Linked DNA regions of Sus scrofa: regions 1 and 2 are each linked to region 3. The links are chromatin contacts, called in public HiChIP or PLAC-seq maps. All regions are on one chromosome and are shown on one strand. The core of a region is the stretch at or near the end of the contact, and the rest is flanking DNA. Distances in the headings are between cores, read along the strand shown. Region 1 has its middle 66 kb from the start of LVRN. Region 2 has its middle 26 kb from the start of LVRN. Region 3 has its middle 7.0 kb from the start of COMMD10.

The links. HiChIP or PLAC-seq counts read pairs in DNA pulled down with a chosen protein or histone mark.
Region 1: an H3K27ac HiChIP or PLAC-seq map of alveolar macrophages shows a contact between it and region 3. The contact joins two enhancer-like sites. A contact is called at or near these places in 1 of 5 promoter capture datasets (liver), 17 of 47 Hi-C or Micro-C datasets (alveolar macrophages, embryonic fibroblasts, epiblast stem cells and 12 more) and 1 of 2 datasets of contacts at active chromatin or transcription factors (alveolar macrophages).
Region 2: an H3K27ac HiChIP or PLAC-seq map of alveolar macrophages shows a contact between it and region 3. The contact joins two enhancer-like sites. A contact is called at or near these places in 1 of 47 Hi-C or Micro-C datasets (embryonic fibroblasts) and 1 of 2 datasets of contacts at active chromatin or transcription factors (alveolar macrophages).

The regions. Positions count from the first base shown.
Region 1 is chr2:120,049,638-120,053,688 of Sscrofa11.1, forward strand. No RefSeq gene overlaps it. Among named protein-coding and RNA genes, the nearest start is that of LVRN, 66 kb to the right of the region's middle. Within about 2 kb of position 1,809, at least 1 of the 83 cell types and tissues checked has an H3K27ac peak or open chromatin away from gene starts, as enhancers often do. A contact at or near this core is called in alveolar macrophages, where this site is marked.
Region 2 is chr2:120,089,917-120,094,044 of Sscrofa11.1, forward strand. No RefSeq gene overlaps it. Among named protein-coding and RNA genes, the nearest start is that of LVRN, 26 kb to the right of the region's middle. Within about 2 kb of position 1,740, at least 1 of the 83 cell types and tissues checked has an H3K27ac peak or open chromatin away from gene starts, as enhancers often do. A contact at or near this core is called in alveolar macrophages, where this site is marked.
Region 3 is chr2:120,229,466-120,233,765 of Sscrofa11.1, forward strand. No RefSeq gene overlaps it. Among named protein-coding and RNA genes, the nearest start is that of COMMD10, 7.0 kb to the right of the region's middle. Within about 2 kb of position 2,141, at least 8 of the 83 cell types and tissues checked have an H3K27ac peak or open chromatin away from gene starts, as enhancers often do. A contact at or near this core is called in alveolar macrophages, where this site is marked.

The DNA of each region.
Region 1 (4,051 bases), core at 559-3,058, 180 kb before region 3:
AATCAAGACCATATACTATATTATACACCCATAGGTAACATTATAATACTATACTCAATGGAGAAAAATTGAAGGGTTTTCCTAAGATCAGGAATAAGACAAGTAAGCCTCTCAGCTCTCTTGTTCAGTATGTTACTGGAATTCATAGCTAGAGTAATTAAGCAAGAAAAAGAAATAAAGTTATCCAAATTGGAAAGGAAGAAGTAAAACTTATTATGTGCAGACGATATGATTTTATGTATAGAAAATCCTAGAGACCCAGTCATAATACTGTTGGAACTAATCAACAAGTTCATTTAAGTTGTAAGATTAACATACAGAATTCAGGTTCATCTGTACGCTAACAATCAAAACATCTGAAAAAGAAATGAAAACTATCCTTTTCACAGTATCTTCAAAAACAATAAAATACCTAGGAGTTAATGTAATCAAAGGAAGTGAAAGGTCTGTAGAATGAAAGCTACAAGACTCTTTGGAAGGAAATTGAAGAAGACAAAAATAAATGGAAGGTTGTGGGTTCGAGGAATTAAAATTGTTAAAACGTCTATACTATACAAAGTTATCTATATTCTGACTGGTTATTTTTCACCATTGCTAGAATATACTGCACTATAATTTATGATGTCACTAATTAGCATCTTTGCATTTCAGCTTGAAGAACTTCTTTCAGCATTTCCTGCAAGGCAGGTCAACGGGCGATGAACTCCCTCAGTTTTTGTTTGTTTGGGAAAGCCTTTATTTCTCCTTCATATCTGAAGGATAAATGCCAGATAAAGTATTCTTGGCTGGCATTTTTATCTTTGAGCACTTTGAATATGTATTTCACTCTTCTGGCCCATACTATTTCTGCTGAGAAATTTGCTGATAGCCTGGTAAGAGTTCCTTTGTAGGTTACTCCACACCCACCCTCCCCAGCTGCCGTTAAGATTCTTTATCATTGATTCTTGACAATTTCATTATAACATGTCTTGGGAAGTTCTTTTTGAATTGAGATAATAATGTGTTCTTTTAGCTTTCTGGACTTGTATGTCCATTTTCTTCCCCAGGGTTTGTAAGTTCTTAGCTATTATTTCTCTAATTATACTCTCTGTTCCCTCCTCCACTCTTCTCCTTCTGATAGACCAGTTATTCTTTTATTTATTTGTTTCCTCGTAAATGATATTTCTCATAGGGTTTTATTTTTGCTTCTTAAAAATCTTAGTTTGTCTTAAATCTGAGTCATTTTTACATTCTTATCCTCCAGGTTGCTAATTCCTCTTTGATCTTCCTGCCCTACTTCCTGAGTTCTCTAATATAGTCTTCATCAGATTCACTGACTTTTTTCAGCTCCAGAATTTGTCTGGTTCTTTTTTTGGCCACTCCCATGGCATGAAGAAGTTCCTGGGCCAGGGATTGAATCTGCACCACAGCAGGGACCTGAGTCACTATAGTGACAATGCCAGATCCTTAACCCACTATATCACAATGGAAATCCTGTTTTTTTTTAAATTTCAGTCTCTTTGCTAAATAACTCCTTCTATTTATTAATTTTGTTCCTGAGTTCATTTAATTGCCTTTCTGAGTTTTCTTGTAGCTAATTGAATCTCTTCATAACAGTGCTTTTGAATACTTTATCAATTAGATTGCAGTCTTCTGTGCCCTTGGGTTCAGTGACTAGAGAATTATTTTCTTTTTGTTATACAATATTACCATGATTTTTCATTGTGTTTGATGAAGTGTGCCTGTGTAGTTTCATTTGAAGTAGCACATCCCTTTCTTGTTCACTTTGTTCAGTTAAACCAATTGGTAATTAGAAATTTTGTTTTCCACACGGTGGCGCTGTAGGTCAAACCTTTGGCTCTCCTTACCTGAACTAGCTCTGGAGCTGCACCTAAGAGTCACCCAAATTAAAAACAAAAACAAAACAAAACAAACAAACAACAGCAAAAACTGTCAAAGAAAAAGCTAGTGGCAGAGTAGGGGGAAGTGTGGGCTGGCACTGGGGGCTTTGTGGATGCCCATTGCCCAGTAGGAAGATCCTCTAGTGAGGCTACTGCTGCTGAAATCCTGAAGCAGATAGCGGGGCACTTTTTCTTTTAATGACCTTTGTTATACTTGTCTGCCTCATATGCTTTCCTTTCCTCTCTTCAAGTCAGAGTTTCTTCCTCAGAAATTACATGCTGCTGGTAAGAAACTGGTCCATCCTGCTGCAGCTTGTGCAGCCTAGAGGTCAGTCATTCACTCCTTTTGCTTTCCACCTCCACTATGAGGGGAGTCACCACTGTCACTGCTGAGGAAAGCCTGGGGAATGTGGTGTCACCCTGCGGAAGGAGAGCTGACTTTTTGAGGTTCTCCTTCTTCTCTGCCTCTCACCTCATCTCTCTACTGCTCCAATGACAATCCTGATTCTCCTGTCATGCTTTTTGGACTTCCACAAATTCATTAACTCCCTTGCTTGTCTCCCTTGTTTTTCACTCTCCAGTTTTGCCTCTCCTTCCCCAGCACCCATTCTCCTCCACCACCATGTTCTATTGTAATGCGAAGAGGCACTTTTGTTTGGTTATAAATAACAGGAGAGAGAAAAAAGGAACAACTCATGCCACCATGATGCTGACATCAACCCCTGCCGTACCCAAGCCATCTATAGATTCAATGCATTCCCTATTAAAATTCCAGTGACATTTTCCACAGAAATACAGGAAAAAGAAAAACAGTCCTAAAAGGTGAATAGGATCACAGAAGACCCCACATAGCTAAACCAATCCTCAGAAAGAACAAAGCCAGAGGCACCACACATTCAGATTCCAAACTACATTACAAAGCTATAGTAAGTAAAATAGTATGTAACTGGCATAAAAATAGACACAGAGATCAATGGAACAGAATAGAGAATCCAGAATTAAACCCCTAAATATACAGTCAACTAATATTTGACAGAGGAACCAAGAAAACCCAGTGGGTAAAGGAGAATCTCTTCAACAAATGGTGCTGGGAAAATTGGATAACCAGAAAAATGAAACTGGACCCCTATCTTCCACCACTCACAAAAATTAACTCAAAATGGATCCAAGACTTAAACATAAGCCCTGATACCATAAAACTCCCAGAATAAAACACATGGAAGAAGCTCCTTAACATTAGCCTTGGTGATGATTTGGGGGAGTATGACACCAAAAGCACAAATAACAAAGGTAAAAATCAACAACCCACTCAAATGGTAAAAATCAAAAGGGAAACATCAATCAACAGACTTAAAAGCTTCTACACAGCAAAAAAAAAAAAAAAAAAAAAAAAAAAAAAAGAATCAATAAAATGAAAAGGCAACATACAGGATGAGAAAAAAATATTAGAAAACCGTATATCAGAAGAGGGTTACAACTAAATAACAACAATAGCAACAAAAAAAAAACCTGATTAAAAATAGGCAGAAGAACTAAATAGACACTTTCCAAAGAAGCTGTCCAGATAGCCAACAGGTACATGAAAAAATGATCAACATCACTAATCCAAGGAAAATGCAAAAGCACAGTGAGGAGATATTTGCACTCTCATGTTTGTTACAGTGTTAATCACAATAGCCAAGATATAGAAACAACCTAAGTACCGTGGAAGCATGAAAGAATAATTAAGTTGTGGTACACAAACATGTATTCTTTAGCTGGGAGAAGAAGGAAATCCTGTCATTTGTAGCAGCATCGATCTTGAGGGCATTATGCTGAGTGTGATAAGTCAGGCAAAGAAAGACAAATGCTAGGTATGATATCACCTGTGTATGGAATCTAAAAAAAGCTGAATTCATAAAAGCAGAGAATAAAATGGTGGTTACCAGATGCTGAAGGATTGGGGAATAGAGAGATGTCCTTCAAAGGTACAAATTTGCAACTAGTAGGTAAATAAGTCCTGGAGATCTAATGTACAGGATTGTGGTTTAGATAACAATATTGTATTATAAACCTCACGTTGCTAATAGACTAGATTATAATTACTCCCAGCACAAGAAAGAAATCCTAAGTATGTGATGTGATAGAGGAGCTGGCTTCGGTGACAATCACATAAATATATCAAATCAACT
Region 2 (4,128 bases), core at 490-2,989, 140 kb before region 3:
AAAGGCCATGGGAAGTAATTTTCTAAGTCCTCGCATACCTGAAAATTTTAGATATTTAGTTTGCTCTTCTGCTTGATCAATATTTTGGCTTGGTATAGAATTCTAAGTTGAAAATAATTTTCACTAAGAATTTTGAAGGAAGTAGCAATGTTGTGATAAATCTGATGCCATCTGATTCCTGTTTATTTGAGCTTTCTCTCTGGAGCCTTTTAAAGATTGTCCTTTTTAGATGCTTTGAAACTCCCAATGAAGTGCCTTGGTGGGAGTCTTGAGTTTTTATTTTTGTTACTGTTTTTCAATTAATTATGCTGGTCATACAGTATGGTCATCCCTCCATATCTATGGGTGATGAGTTCCAGGAGCTACGAGGGATACCAAAATCCATGGATGCTCAAATCCCTTATATAAAAAGGCATAGTATTTGCATATATTTATCATGGACCATTTGGGGCAAGACTGAAGAAGGCTAGCTTCAAGGAACCATCAGTGCAAAGGCCCTGAGGTAGAGACAGGTATGTCATGTTAGAGGAAGAACAAAGAGGTCAATGTAACAGTAAGGGAGTGACTGAGGAGGAAATAGGAAGGGGGAGAACAGAGAGGTAAAAGGAAGACTTTGTGGGAAGCTTTTACTGAGCACAGATGTGTGCCTTCGTAAGGTTTGAAGAAGAATGAAAGGATCTGACTTCAGATTTTGGAGAATCACCCTGGCAACATTAGAAGTGAGGAAACAATTTAGGAAGTTATTCCAATAATCCAGTAGAGACAGAGATGGTGGCCCACACCAGGGTAGCAGCAATAAAGGTGGTGAAAAGTAGTTGGATTTTGGATTCTTTAATTATGTGTTTATTTATTTTATTTTTTTTTATGGCTGCGCTCATGGTATTTGGGAGTTCCTGGACTGGGAATTGAATCTGAGCCACACCTGCAACCCACACCCAGTTGCAGCAACATCAGATCCTTTAACCCACTGCACGAGGTTGAGGATTAAACCCTCGCCTCTGCAGCAGCCTGAGCCACTGCAGTTGGATTCTAAACCCACTGTGCCATAGCAGAAACTCCAGATTCTGGATTTATTTTCAAAACAGAGTCAACAGAATTTCCTGATAAAATGTATGTCAAGTGTAAAAGAAAGAGATGTCAAGGAGGAATCTTAGGTTTGTGGACTGGGTACCTAGAAGGAAGAAATTGCCGTGTGTTAAAGGAATGTATGGAGTTCACTTTGGATGTATTGAGTCTTCCTGTGGCTTAACTCCTGCCTTCTGCTGGGTGCAGTGTCTTAAGGTCAGAACCACTTTAGTTCATTTCTTCCCAGAATAAGCCTCCAGCTCCTTTTGTGTATGTGTGGAGGTGGAGTGAGGGCCAGAAATTTGGTCTTTGGGCCATAAAGAGTGAGTGAAAGGATGTGTGGGGAGCTGTCCTGTCTGTGTTCAACAATGCCTCCTGTTTTTATTCTCACAGCTTATCTGTACCTTCCATGGTAACAGATACCGCAAATCTTAAGCCTTTCTGAGGTTCTATGGAGGTGGATTCCCTTGTTTCTTATTACTCTTTACAGGCTTTGGGGTTTTTTGCTTCCTCAGCCCTTTGAATTGTTCCAGAATTTCATTGACATTTTGTTTCTTCATGCTTCCCTTTTCTCATTCTCATTCTTCATGCTTCCCTTTTCTCATTCTCATGTTATGTGTGTTTGGAGAACAAGAGCATATGATGTGTGCGATCATTTTGTGATGTTGAATTGGCAGTGTGCGTCAGGGGAAAAAAGAAAGCCTTTTAAAAAGCCTACATGATTCTGATGTCATCTCACAGCTTCCAGAACTGTGCGAAGTAAATGTTTGTTTTTTAAGCTATCGGTCTGTGGTATTTTGTTGTAGCAATCTGAGCTAAGACACTAGCCCAATGTCACTTAGCTAGAAAGCCACAGTTTAAGGATTGAAACCCTGACCCGTATAACTTCAGAGCCTGCTCTCTTAACCACTGTGAAGTGTGACCCCTCTGATATATAAATAAAACATTAGGACCCAAATAAATAAATGGTCAAAGAAATAGAATGAAGAGTTAAGTTCTAAAATAATCCAATGGGTGTGAAGAAAAAAAAATCTTCACCCTAACTAATAAGGTTGCACTTTAAACATTTTTAAAATAGTAGTGATAGGCATTCCCACTGTGGCTCAGTGGGTTAAGAACCTGACATAGTGTCCTCAAGGATGCACGTTTGATCCCTGGCCTCACTTAGTGGGTTAAGAATCCACCATTGCCACAGCTGTGGCTAGGATCCATCATTGCTGTGGCTGTGTGGTCTAGGCCAGCAGTTACAGCTCCAATTCGACCCCTAGCCCAGGAACTTCCATATGCAGCAGGTGCAGCTGTAAGAAAGAAAAAAAAAAAAAGGAAATAAAAAATAGTAGTTACAAAAAAAAAAAAAAAGATGAGGCTATCTCTTTTGGCTTAGATATTTTTTTTAATATGTAAATGGCAATAATGCTGTTAAGAGTGGAATTTGTTGGCCCTATAACTCAGCATAAGCAGGCTAGGATTCTGCTGGTGTTCTCCAAGGCTCTTTTGCAGGTTATGGAAGGCAGTAGTCTGTTCCTGTTGGCCTGTGGGCATATGAGGTGTTAAATAGTTTGAATTCCCCTTCCCCATGAAGCTGGAAGACAGTTTAATGACATTTATTTAGAAACATAAAAGTGGTCACATTGTAGTACCCTGTAATTCTACTCCTAAGGATCATTCCTAAGGAAGGAACATAATTCTGCAACTAGAGCTATATTTGATTTCACACTCCTTAGCTTTTCTTGTAATTGCAAACTTTTAGGAATGATATAAATGTACAATGATGAGAGAATGGTTATGTAAACAAATAATCTACAGATGGTAAAGTGATCTTTGTGAAATAGTTACTTGAAGAAAGGCTTATGATATAATTTGAATTCAGTTTAAAAAAGGACTCTAGGGGTTCTCGTCGTGGCGCAGAGGAAACGAATCCGACTAGGAACCATGAGGTTGTGGGTTCGATCCCGGGCCTTGCTCAGTGGGTTAAGGATCTGGCATTGCCATGAGCTGTGGTGTAGGTCACAGAGGAGGCTTGAGGCTTGAATCCAGCATTGCTGTGGCTGTGGTGTAGTCCGGCATCCATAGCTATGATTGGACCCCTAGCCTGGGAACCTCTGTATGCCATGGGTCTGGCCCTAAAAAGCAAAAAAAAAAAAAACAAAAAAAAAAAAAACAAAAAAAAAAAACAAAGACTCTATAAAGATCACTCAGATGGTAAAGTGATCTTTGTGAAATAGTAACTTGAAGAAAGGCTTATGATATAATTTGAATTCAGTTTAAAAAAGGACTCTGTTTTGGTTTTTGGTTTGTTTTTTTAGGCCTGCACTGTGGCATATGGAGATTCCCAGGCTAGGGGTCGAATCAGAGCTACACCTGCCAGCCTGCACCACAGCAAAGGCAGATCTGAGCCGTGTCTGTGACCTATACCACAGCTCATAGCAACGCCAAATCCTTAACTCACTGAGTGAGGCCAGGGATCAAACTTGCATCCTCGTGGATACTAGTCTTGTTTGTTTCCACTGTACCACAACAGGAATTCCTGGGGCTCTATATTGTATATGCTGCATGTTCATAGTTGGGTTTTTTTAGTGGATAGATAGAATAGGTGGAGGGAAACACCCCAAAACGTTCATAATGACATATGTTAGTATGATGGATGCTTTTTTCCCTGTTCTAATTGTCCACAACATGGGTATACTTCATTTAACGTAGAAAAAGTTAGAAAAATAGGCTCTCCTCAAATCAGTTCTTCAGGGATATGTTAAATGGCAAGTAAAACAACATCATTTCTAGCAAACTTTGCACACTTAACTATTATGAGGGCAATATTTCATTTTATTCTTCTTGAAATATGTAATGAAGATACAAGAAAAAAAATTTGTTATTTTCTACATATACGAGGGGAAGAAGCCATTAGTGGTCTTCTGAAACTCTCGTCCGTATGTCCAAGTGCAATCAGTGGGAAATAGCGCCCCCTTGTGAGGCCTGATACTAAACACTGATTTCCATCAGCTGGTTCGTGATCACAATCTCAGCAGGTAACTTCAAGGGTGTTCTGGAATCTGTGATGTGATG
Region 3 (4,300 bases), core at 891-3,390:
AAAAAAAAAAAAAAGAACCTAATATATAATATATATAACAAACTAACCTGAATGTGTAACTAATTCACTTTGTTTTCCTTATAGTTTGAAGGATGACTTTATTGTTTTTAAAAATAATATACATTCTCATTGGAAATTTGAGCATTTCAGAGAAGTACAAAGTAGAAGGTAAAAAATTATAGAAAATCTTACCAACCAGAAATAATAGGTAAACTTCAGCCAAACCAAACTCCAGTAATATCTGTGTAGATATTTATATCTGGATCTCAATCTATATGTAGTCTATAAAATCTATATATGGCTATACAGAAATATTTTTATTATAATGGGTAAGAAAAAGAAAAGAAACCGAAGAAATTGATTTTTATTAAAGTTGTTCTTTAGGCGTTCCCATCATGGCTCAGTGGTAACAAACCTGACTAGGATCCATGAGGATGCAGGTTCGATCCCTGGCCTTGCTCAGTGGATTAAGGATCCCATATTACTGTGAGCTGTGGTGTAGGTCACAGACAAGGCTCAGATTCCACATTGCTGTGGCCTGGAAACCTCCATATGCTTCAGGTGCAGCCCTAAAAAGGCAAAACAAAAAACAGAAAACAAAAAGAAAGAAAGAAAAAGAAAAAAAGTTGTTTCTTTAACAAAGTTATGTGTGTTCCTAAAATATTCCTTTAAGGCAGGGGTCACAAACTCAAGTGCCTCTCGGATCAGTGACAATATGATTTGTGAAACAAACTATAGATTTTAAGTTGGTAGTATTTTTTCAAAATAAAAATATCTCTGGTCACATTGCCTATGTCATCACTGAGTAGGTCAAAGAAATAAGGAAGCAAAGTATTTCCATAGTCCATTAGGCGTATTCAGACTACAGCTCTCTAGATTATTACCCTTGCAGAGATGAAAAAAAGATTAAGTTATGACCAATTTATTTTTTAAGTGATGTATTTCATTTAAGATAGCATTTATTGATAATCTGCCATTAAAGATTAAGAAATTAGTACTAATTTGTTCAGTTATCTTTGCACATTTTAAATTAGTTCTCTTAGCTATATATTAAATTTACATTTCAAACATTAAAATATTATATTTAATTTCTTAAATATAATTCCCATCTTAACTAAATCTTAATTCTAAATGGATTTAATGTTCACTACATGCCATAGCACTATTCCTGTGTACTTTATTATCTCATGGTTGGCTTCTTTTTGTTTTATTTTTATTTATTTTTTGCTTTTTAGGGCTCTACTTGTGGCATATGGAAGTCCCAGGTTAGGGGTCAAATTGGAGCCGTAGCTGCTGGCCTGCACCACAGCCACAGCAACGTGGGATCCGAGCCTCATCTGCCACCTACACCACAGCTCGTGGCAACTCTGGATCCTTAACCCCCTGAGCAAGGCCAGGAATCAAACCTGAATTCTGATGGATCCTAATTGGGTTCCTTACCACTGAGCCACAATGGGAACTCCCTTTTGGCTTGTTTTTAAACTATCACTTTTCCCAAAAAGAACTCATAAAAGGTGTAAATACAATCATATTTGAGACTGTCTGACTTCTGCTTTAATAATTGAATAACATCATAGCTGGACATAATGTACTTTTCTCAAAACTTTGTAGATTTGCTGGGAGAAGTCTGAGACTGGTTGATTTCTTTCCTCTTGTAAATGACTTACTTTTTCACCTGGATGCCTGAAGGATTTTTTTTTTTTTTAATCCTTGGAATTTGGTAATTTTGTTCCCACATCATCATTCTAGATTAGATTCTTTCAGAAAACAATTTGCTCTTTCATCAAACCCCAGACTCAGGTTTTCCATCACTCTAGGGAAACTGCCTTCCAGTGTCTATTTGTCGTGATTGTCTCTTGGAGGGGAAAGGGACTCCTGAGTCTAAATTTGGTTGCTGTTAAAACTGATGGTGCAACACATGCCCCAAGAAGGTATGACAAGTTTTATTACATCATGTGGCTTTCTGGGGAGAGCAGTAGAAACTCCTGACAGGTCCAAAAGCAGCTGGAGAGGGCGACTGGCTTTATGATGATTAGGGAGTGGGGCCTCACTGAGGGTTCCCCACACAGTTGTGGAAGTTTGTGTGGTTTGTGTGGGTTTGAACGTTCTCCCAGCGCCAAAGGAGGGAGCAACGGAGCTTCCTGTCACTGTGCCCAGATGTGGGTCAGAAGGGAAGAGGGAGTGATGGGGGCTGGGAAGCTGTCAGCACTCACGTCAAAAACGGAGTCAGGCTCTATTACAGTAATTGAGTGTGTTTTTGTGTCTCTGTTCAGTTCTTGGCTTGAAGACACAATTATCTTCATATTGGCTTTTCTTTGTTCGCAGTATCTCCTTTGTGTTTGTCTCTTTCCTGGCATTTGCTGTGAATGGTCCTTCTTTTCTGTCAATAATTCAATTTGTAATTGTGCCTCGTCTCTTCCTTTCATTTTGTTATTTCTTTATCAGTTAGGAAATGGTGTGCTTTTAGTCCACAATTTCTTTTTTTTTTTCTTTCTTTCATTCACAATGCCTTTCATTGGCTAGTTTTGTTGTTTCATCAAGTGTTATTTTAGTTCTTGTGCCACTGAATTTCTTTTCACAGTAACTTCTACCCTGAGCGTTCGCATGGCATTTTTCTTTTGTCTCTGAGGTTACATTTTATTCCAGATTGAACTTTTCATCTATTTCTTGTATGCTGTGTACCTCTCTTTCCTGTATTTTTCGGCATGATGATTGCATAGTTATGCCCTGTCTTCTCACCCTCCTTGGGTTGAATGTGGACAGCTCTGGCCAGACCTCTGCTTCCTCTGATGTAATAATGCCAGTCTCCTTAGTTCCTTCGCCTGTTACCCTGAGATCTGTTTTTCCATCTAAAGGGCTCAGAGGTGCATTTGCTCTACATTTTTTTTTTTTTAAACAAAAGCTTAACGGGAACTGGGGCTGAGGGGGACTCTTGTTGTGGATTTAATTTTCATTTTCTCATCTCTGAGGTTTAGTTCCCTATCCTATATCAGGATTCACTCTACCTGGTAGGGGCGTGTGCAGCCCGTGAGGGCAGATACCCCTTCATTAGCTGTGGTGCCCCAGAGCTTCTGCTTCCTCTGAAGTCAGACCTGGTTGTTCACGTCCTCATTTCACTCTTTCACTTCCACCTGGTATGAGGGAAGGGTTGGGATGCCTGTGGGTTTCAGCCGGTGTCACCAGTGAGGTGGGGGGTGGGCAGAGGAAAGGCTTTTTTCACTGGGCTCCAGTGTAACCTTTTCCACTGGCTATTCTCAGCAGGATATCTTTTCTTCTTATCTTATCTTCAGATTTCCAGCTTGACATTCATCATCTGGGATATTAGATATAGTTTTGTTTTATTCTGCCTCATTGCTCTACTTTTTCCCTCCCTAAGAGACACCAGAAGCCTGATTCCTGCAGGTCCCTCCACTCTCCAGGGCATCCTGCATCTGCCCTCACAGACATGGATTCTCAGGGATGTCCCATGACTCCCCCTTGGCTGACTATTGACCCCTTTCTGCTCCTCACCAAGCTGGGGGGTATAAGCAGAATTCTCCTGGCTTTGTGGATGTCTTTTTTTTTTTTTTTTTTTTTTTTTAATTTTAAGGCCACACTCAAGGCATATGGAAGTTCCCAGGCTGGGGATCAAATCAGAACTGCAGCTGACGGCCTATACCACAGCCACAGCAATGCCACATCTGAGCCACATCTGCCACCTTGTGGCAAGGCCAGATCCTTTAACCCAACGAGCAAGGCCAGGGATCGAACCAGCATCCTCATGGATACTAGTTGGGTTTGTGATCCACTGAGCCACAGTGGGAACTCCCTAGTCAGGTTCTTAACCTGCTGAGCCACAATGGGAACTCCTTTGTCTTCTTCTCCTAGCACTATTTCAGCAATTGGGGATCACATTAGCCAGTGCTGTTGTTCTTTCTTTCCTTGGCAGATGCTTTTTCAAGTGTGTTATTAAAAAATGATTCTTTCCCTGTTTGCTGTGGATGAGTGGATTTTTTTTTTCTGTTCCCTATTTGCAGTGTTGATTATTTTCATTTCCTTCACTAGCCATTGGGTAAAAGGGAATCTGGAATCGTGCCTCTGTGGACATGTCTATATGGGAAACACTATCTAATTCTTTTCAAATGGCGCTCATTGGTGAAAATTACTGAAGAAACCACTCAATATTTCACACATCCTGTGTGTAAATATCAGTCCTGTTAATGGCACAGAGCTCTGAGAGGTTGAGTGGAGGAACATTGGGTGCAAATTAACATGGAGGGGTGATAATTTGAGATGGTTTTCAACTTTGAGTTTGAGAATA